Linked DNA regions of Ovis aries: region 2 is linked to region 1. A link is a contact called in public Hi-C data. All regions are on one chromosome and are shown on one strand. Each heading gives the region's core, a stretch centred on a gene start, on an enhancer-like site or on the middle of the called end of the contact. The rest is flanking DNA. Distances are from core to core; before and after follow the strand shown.

What was found. Hi-C and Micro-C count contacts between places; a contact is called where the count stands out from the background.
Region 2: a contact with region 1 is called in a Hi-C map of liver, with 6 times the contacts expected there. The contact joins two enhancer-like sites. A contact is called at or near these places in 11 of 16 Hi-C or Micro-C datasets (blood, hypothalamus, liver and 6 more).

What each region holds. Positions count from the first base shown.
Region 1 is chr10:32,822,891-32,825,759 of ARS-UI_Ramb_v3.0, forward strand. No RefSeq gene overlaps it. Among named protein-coding and RNA genes, the nearest start is that of GTF3A, 48 kb to the left of the region's middle. Within about 2 kb of position 1,376, at least 2 of the 54 cell types and tissues checked have an H3K27ac peak or open chromatin away from gene starts, as enhancers often do. A contact at or near this core is called in liver, where this site is marked.
Region 2 is chr10:33,036,971-33,040,260 of ARS-UI_Ramb_v3.0, forward strand. No RefSeq gene overlaps it. Among named protein-coding and RNA genes, the nearest start is that of USP12, 100 kb to the left of the region's middle. Within about 2 kb of position 1,356, at least 8 of the 54 cell types and tissues checked have an H3K27ac peak or open chromatin away from gene starts, as enhancers often do. A contact at or near this core is called in liver, where this site is marked.

The DNA.
Region 1 (2,869 bases), core at 126-2,625:
TGTGGAGAAAAGGGAACCCTCTTACACTGTTGGTGAGAATGCAAACTAGTACAGCCACTATGGAGAACAGTGTGGAGATTCCGTAACTGGAAATAGAACTGCCATACGACCCAGCAATCCTACCACTGGGCATACACGCTGAGGAAACCAGAACTGAAAGAGACACGTGTACCCCAGTGTTCATCGCAGCACTGTTTACAATAGCTAGGACATGGAAGCCACCTAGATGTCCACTGGCAGATGAATGGATAACAAAGCTGTGGTACATATACACAATGGAATATTACTGGGCCATTAAAAAGAAAGCATTTGAATCAGTTCTAATGAGGTGGATGAAACTGGAGCCTATTATACAGAGTGAAGTAAGTCAGGAAGAGAGACACCAATAGAGTGCATTAATGCATATACATGAGTTTAGAAAAATGGTAACGACAACCCTAGATGCGAGACAGCAAAAGAGACACACATATAAAGAACAGACTTTTGGACTCTGTGGGAGAAGATGAGGGTGGGATGTTTTGAGAGAAAACACTGAAGCATGTGTATTTCCGTACGTAAAATAGATGACCAGTGCAAGTTCGATGCATGAAACAGGGCACTCAAAGCCGATACTCCGGGACAACCCTGAGGGATGGGATGGGGAGGGAGGCGGGAGGGGGGTTCAGGATGGGGGACACATGTACATCCACGGCTGAGTCACCTCAGTTCAGTTGCTCAGTCGTGTCCGGCTCTTTGAGACCCCATAGACTGCAACACGCCAGGCCTCCCTGTCCGTCACCAACTCCTGGAGTTTACTCAGACTCATGTCCATTTGAGTTGGTGATGCCATCCAACCATCTCATCCTCTGTCGTCCCCTTCTCCTTCCACCTTCAATCTTTCCCAGCATCAGAGTCTTCTCAAATGAGTCAGTTCTTTGCATCAGACAGCCAAAGTATTGGAGTTTCAGCTTCAGCGTCAGTCCTTCCAATGAATATGCAGGACTGATTTCCTTTTGGATGGACTGGTTGGATCTCCTTGCAGTCCAAGGCACTCTTAAGAGTCTTCTCCAACACCGCAGTTCAAAAGCATCAATTCATGTCAATGTATGGCAAAACCCACAATATTTTAAAGTAATTAGCCTCCAATTAAAATTATTTAACTTTTTTTTTTTTTTTAAGAGCGTGTCTGGTGGAGCCAGAGCTGGGAGGCTGCCCCTTGGAGGATATTCCAGGGTTCTTCTGTATGAATGTTTTATTTCTTGTGCACTATTTTGGATTGTGGAGCCCAGGCCACTGCCGTCTGCTCCGGGGAAGCTGGGCGGCGTCTGCCCGGGTGCCTGTGGCCCCCTCCGGCCGGAAGCTTGCCGGGCTTGTCCGGGGCGGCTGTCTGCCTGCTGACCAAGCCGTGCAAACAAGGGCAGCAGCTGCTCAGTGTGGACGCAAGCACAAGCACAGTTTGCAGAGTAAACGGACTCTAATTTGGACAAACAGGGCCGTGGCCGGGGGCCTGCGCGGCAGAGCGTCGAGGGTTGTTGGCATGGTGTTCCCACGGGCTGAGTGGGAACGGGCCCCCCCCCCCCACCTTCCCCAAGCTCCCCAGGGGAAGGAGACTGAATGGCTAGGACTGAAAAAGAAATTTACCTGGAAGGTGGACACCTTTCTAATTCACTGAGGATGCTGCCAAGCGAAGGGAAGGCTACGTGAAAGGGTGCGGGGTCTGATCAGGTTAAAATGTTTAAATGTTCCCACCAGCTTAGCAACCCAGCAGGTTAGCCCAGGCCCAATCTCAGAAAAGCAAGCTGGTGAAAGGACATAACACAGTAATTCCCACCCTGAATAAAAGTTGATCAAAGAGCCAGGGAGATTGCATCTCAAATGTTACTGCGTGTGCGCACCCCCTGGGTACAGGTAAGCTGATCTACCTGCCTCCCGGTGTCTGGGCAAACGGGAGGCATCATCTAGCTTCACTGGATCTTCCCTCTCTCCACTTATACTCCGAGGGCTGCTTAGAGACAGACCGAGACGGTAAAAGGCAGAGCACAGTGCCTGGCACATTGAGGATGTTAGATGGCAGATGTGCTGTTAACTTCAAAATTTTCACGGGACAAACACGCAGTGTGGTAGGACCCCACCACCCCTGGTGAAAGCATTGCTGCTAACACAGCTACACCTTCTCCAGAGACCTGGCCTCCTGAGGACACCACTTGCCCTGAAATTGCCTGGAAGTTTACTCCTGCTGACTTCGAGGTCATTGTTCAGTAGTTCAGTCGTGTCCGACTCTTTGTGACCCCATGGACTGTGGCCCACCAGACTCCTCTGTCTGTGGGGTTTCTCCAGGTAAGAACAGTGGAGTGGGGTGCCATTTCTTCCTCCAGGGGATCTGCCTGACCCAGGGATCGAACTCGAGTCCTGGGCATTGCAGACAGAGTCTGCCTGCTGACTTGCCTGCTGACTTGCCTGCTGACTTGCCTAGGTACAAAAATCCTGGCCCCCTTGTTGCATGTGGAACAGCTTCGCTGTTCTGTTCACATTGCAGACCTCGCCCAGGATCAGGCTGAGGCTACATTACATTTCTGTTCAGCGTCCCCCCTGCCTGACCCCCCTCACTCCCTGTGGATCGTCTTCCCCTGAGCACACGCCCTTCCTCAGCCTTTGCATGTCTCAGACCTCGGCCTCTGTCGCTGCCAGGCTCCAGCAACCTAGCAGGGAGAATGTGGTCCCTGCGCTGAGATGGTCTGTGGAGGGACAGTGACTGGCAAGGGGACAATTAATTACAGTAAGAGATTCCACAGCCATAACGCTGGGACGGCGTGCGAGCTCACAGGATGGGTCCCTGATGCAGGAAAATATTCTCGGGGGACAGAGGCACCTGACCCCGAAGGAATCAGCC
Region 2 (3,290 bases), core at 106-2,605, 210 kb after region 1:
CGCCTGGAGTGCCAGGTGACGGGTGTGCCGGCAGGAATCAGGATCAGCTTTTTCAAGGAACAGTACACGGCTCCTGTTCCACAAGGAGAGCCTGGAAAGTGTTCCAAGAGTCTCCTAGCTTCTGTCCTTAGTAGGAAAGGTGCCTCTGACTCTTGCTGTCAGTTCAGAAGGGCTGGTGGAGTGGGAGGTAAAGCACTGACAGGGTGAAATGTCTCTGAGCTGGGACTCCGTTGGTGGATGAGGACCCCAGCAGAAGGTTCGATAGAAGGTGCTGGAGCCAGAGCTGGGATGGCAGCTCATGGCGCCATCTTCATCCAGACAATGCCCTCCAGTGAGTCTTCACATCTGTTTGCAGATTGGGAGACCCCATTCGTCCTCTGCTGACATTGTGATTTCCTAGAACACTGAGGCTTTGTAGGCCCTTCATCTTAGATAATTAATTAATTTGACTGCACCGGGTCTTAGTTGCGGCATGAGAACTCTTGGGCTTCCCAGCGATGCTAGTGGTAAAGAACTCGCCTGCCAGTGCAGGAGATAAAAAGAGACGCAGTTTTGATCCCTGGCTCAGGAAGATCCTTGGAGAAGGGCATGGCAACCAACTCCAGTATTCTTGCCTGGAGAATCCCATGGACAGAGGAGCCTGGCAGGTTACAGTCCACGGGGTCACAAAGAGTTGGACACGACTGAAGTGACTTAGCACACGCACACTTGAGAATTCTTAGCTGTGGCATGTGGGATCTAGTTTCCTGACCAGGGATGAAACCCAGGCCCCCTGCATTGGGGGCAAGGAGTCTTAGCTACTAGACTGCCAGAGAAGTCTCTTAGAGTCCTTTTTATTGTTATTGCTTCTCTTTTGGCCTTGCCTCCCCAGTGAAAGGATTCTCCTGCACTCTGCAAAGTGCCATGATAGACCCAAATCAGGGTTTTAGCTGTCCTCACTTGTTCTGCATTTGAAGTTGTTCAGGAACTTTAGAAGAAAGTTGCTGGAGAATTTCATTGCAAGATGCCAAAGTGCTTTAAAAAAAAAAACAAAACTGAAAATCCTTTCTGAGTTTCACTCCTCTTGGAGAGAGGCCTTCCAAGGCTCAGGACCGGCAAGCCATAAAGATAAGAAGCCACGCAGCCTTCTCATCTTGGAAGGGCTTATCTGTATTGGGTCCGGGGAAAAGCCACCTCTTAGAGGACGCCCCCTGTTGGCGTTCTCACTGTGGACTTTACCAGGGCCATGTCCCCAGGCTCCTGACGTCAGGCCCCTGTACCTGTGGGCAGGGCCACGTTGGGTCATTGAAGTGAGCACACCCTGGAGAGGCAGGAAGCGTTAGCTGGAGTCAGAGTCGGGCGCCAGCAGGGCCCCTCCCCGGGGCCCTCTGCACTTGAGATAGCTCGGGGAAACTTTCTCATTATCAGTGTGACCTCCAGGGCCCTGAGCGGCCCGTTAATCATTACCTGGGCAGGGCTGTATCCTGGGCTCTCGGGCCTGTTTTTGCATCCAGCTGGGTTTATTACAGGCCAAGGGGCCTTGGTGGGTGTTTAGATTGCATACTGATGGGTGGCCACTTGGCTCCAACTCACCCTTGCTGGATGTAGGACACAGGCCTCTTCTGGGAAACTTGGGTCATTTGGGCAGCCGGTACCCCATCCCTTGAGCTACTGCAGGCCCTGAGCACCCAGCATCTCCTAGGGGAGAAAACCCAAGACAGAACTGGGGTACAGGAAGGCCAGGCCAAGAGGTGAAACCTCCGAGTTGGATGGTGAAGAAGCCAGGATGAGTCACGGCTGTGCCCCTGGGGGGCCTCTGCTCAGGGTCCAAACAGCTGGGCCAGATTGGGCTTCCTGTTCTGAAACCCTCTTTCCTTCTTGAAACCCCCCTCCTCCTCCTGTTTGTCCTCAGAGTTGCTGAGACCTACTGAAGATGGTCGATGCACCTGTTGCGAAAGTGAGTTGACTTTCCCGGTAGCATCTCCCAGCTTCCTGATGACCATAACCAAGTTCTCAGCAATCAAAGAAAGTTGGGTGGGGATGGGGCCCAGGGCCACCTGCCCAGATGGCCTCCCCTGAACGAGTCAGGTTTTACAGGAACACCTGGCCCTGACCCAGTCACTCGGTACAAAAGCCCTGTGCCTCCCCAGCCCCAACTCACCCATGTGCAGTGCTGTCCACACGATGCTGCCTGCCTCTGCCCCCACCACCTGCTTTCCCACCGCCTCCCCTAACTGGGCCACCTCTTAGACCCTGCCCTTGAGCCAGCGGCCTTCTCTAGACTGCCCGTCTTATTTAAGGCCTGAAACTCCTTCCCTTCCTCCGCGTGGGGTCTGCTCAGGGCCAGATCTGAACCGAGCTGATTTGTGTGTTTTTTCTGAAGTTGGTGCCCAGGCTGCACTGGGCTGGGCAGGGCTGCCCTTTCCTTTGGGTCACTCCAGGGAGCTCCTGGGCCTGCTGCAAGTACAGGGATGTCACAGGGGTGACGCTGGGGCCCCTTCTGTGTTGCTGGGAAATCTGGCTCTGCTTGGGGTTGGTGTCTGTGCAGAACAAGAGGGGACTCTTGGTTCAGATGCGCGTCCTCCTGTGTGCATCGCGTGAGCCCCTCCACCCGAGGGTGGTGAGGGGGAGGCTGCACTCACAGCCCCTCCCCCTCTGTAATCCAGGCAGTGGGGGTGGTCATGGGAGCAGCTTCCTCCCATGAGGAAGGGGGAGGGGGCTTAAACAAGGGCTAGATCTGAAGCCCCTCCCCTTGTACCCCCAGGGCATTTGTGGGTGGCTCTTTGGTTGGTGCAGGGCACAGGTGCTGTTGCCAGGCAGGCACCCGGACTAGTGAGTGGCCTGCATCTAAAGCTGCCTCCTTTATGCTCCCTTCCTCCTGGCCCTCATTCCTGAGTTTGCATGATGGGAGAATACGTCACTACAGACGAAGCCTCCTTCCCCTCTTTTATGTCACGTGCTTAGTTGATCAGTTGTGTCCAACTCTTTGCGACTCCGTGGACATTAGCCCACCAGACTCCTCTGTCCATGGGATTCTCTGGGCAAGAAGACTGGAGTGGGTTGCCATGCCCTCCTCCAGGGGACCTTCCCAACCCAGGGATCGAACTGGAGTCTCCTGCACTGGCAGGCGGATTCTTTACCACTGAGCCACGAGGGAAGTCCCATTTTTATGACACAGTTGACAGCATTAGTTTCCTTCATGATTTCTTTTATTACCCTCAATTTTTATTAACCCCGTAGCTGCAGGTGATAACAATCTCATAAAATAATCACTGGGTGAAGCTTTGCTGGGAGGCCCATTCTGATGAGTT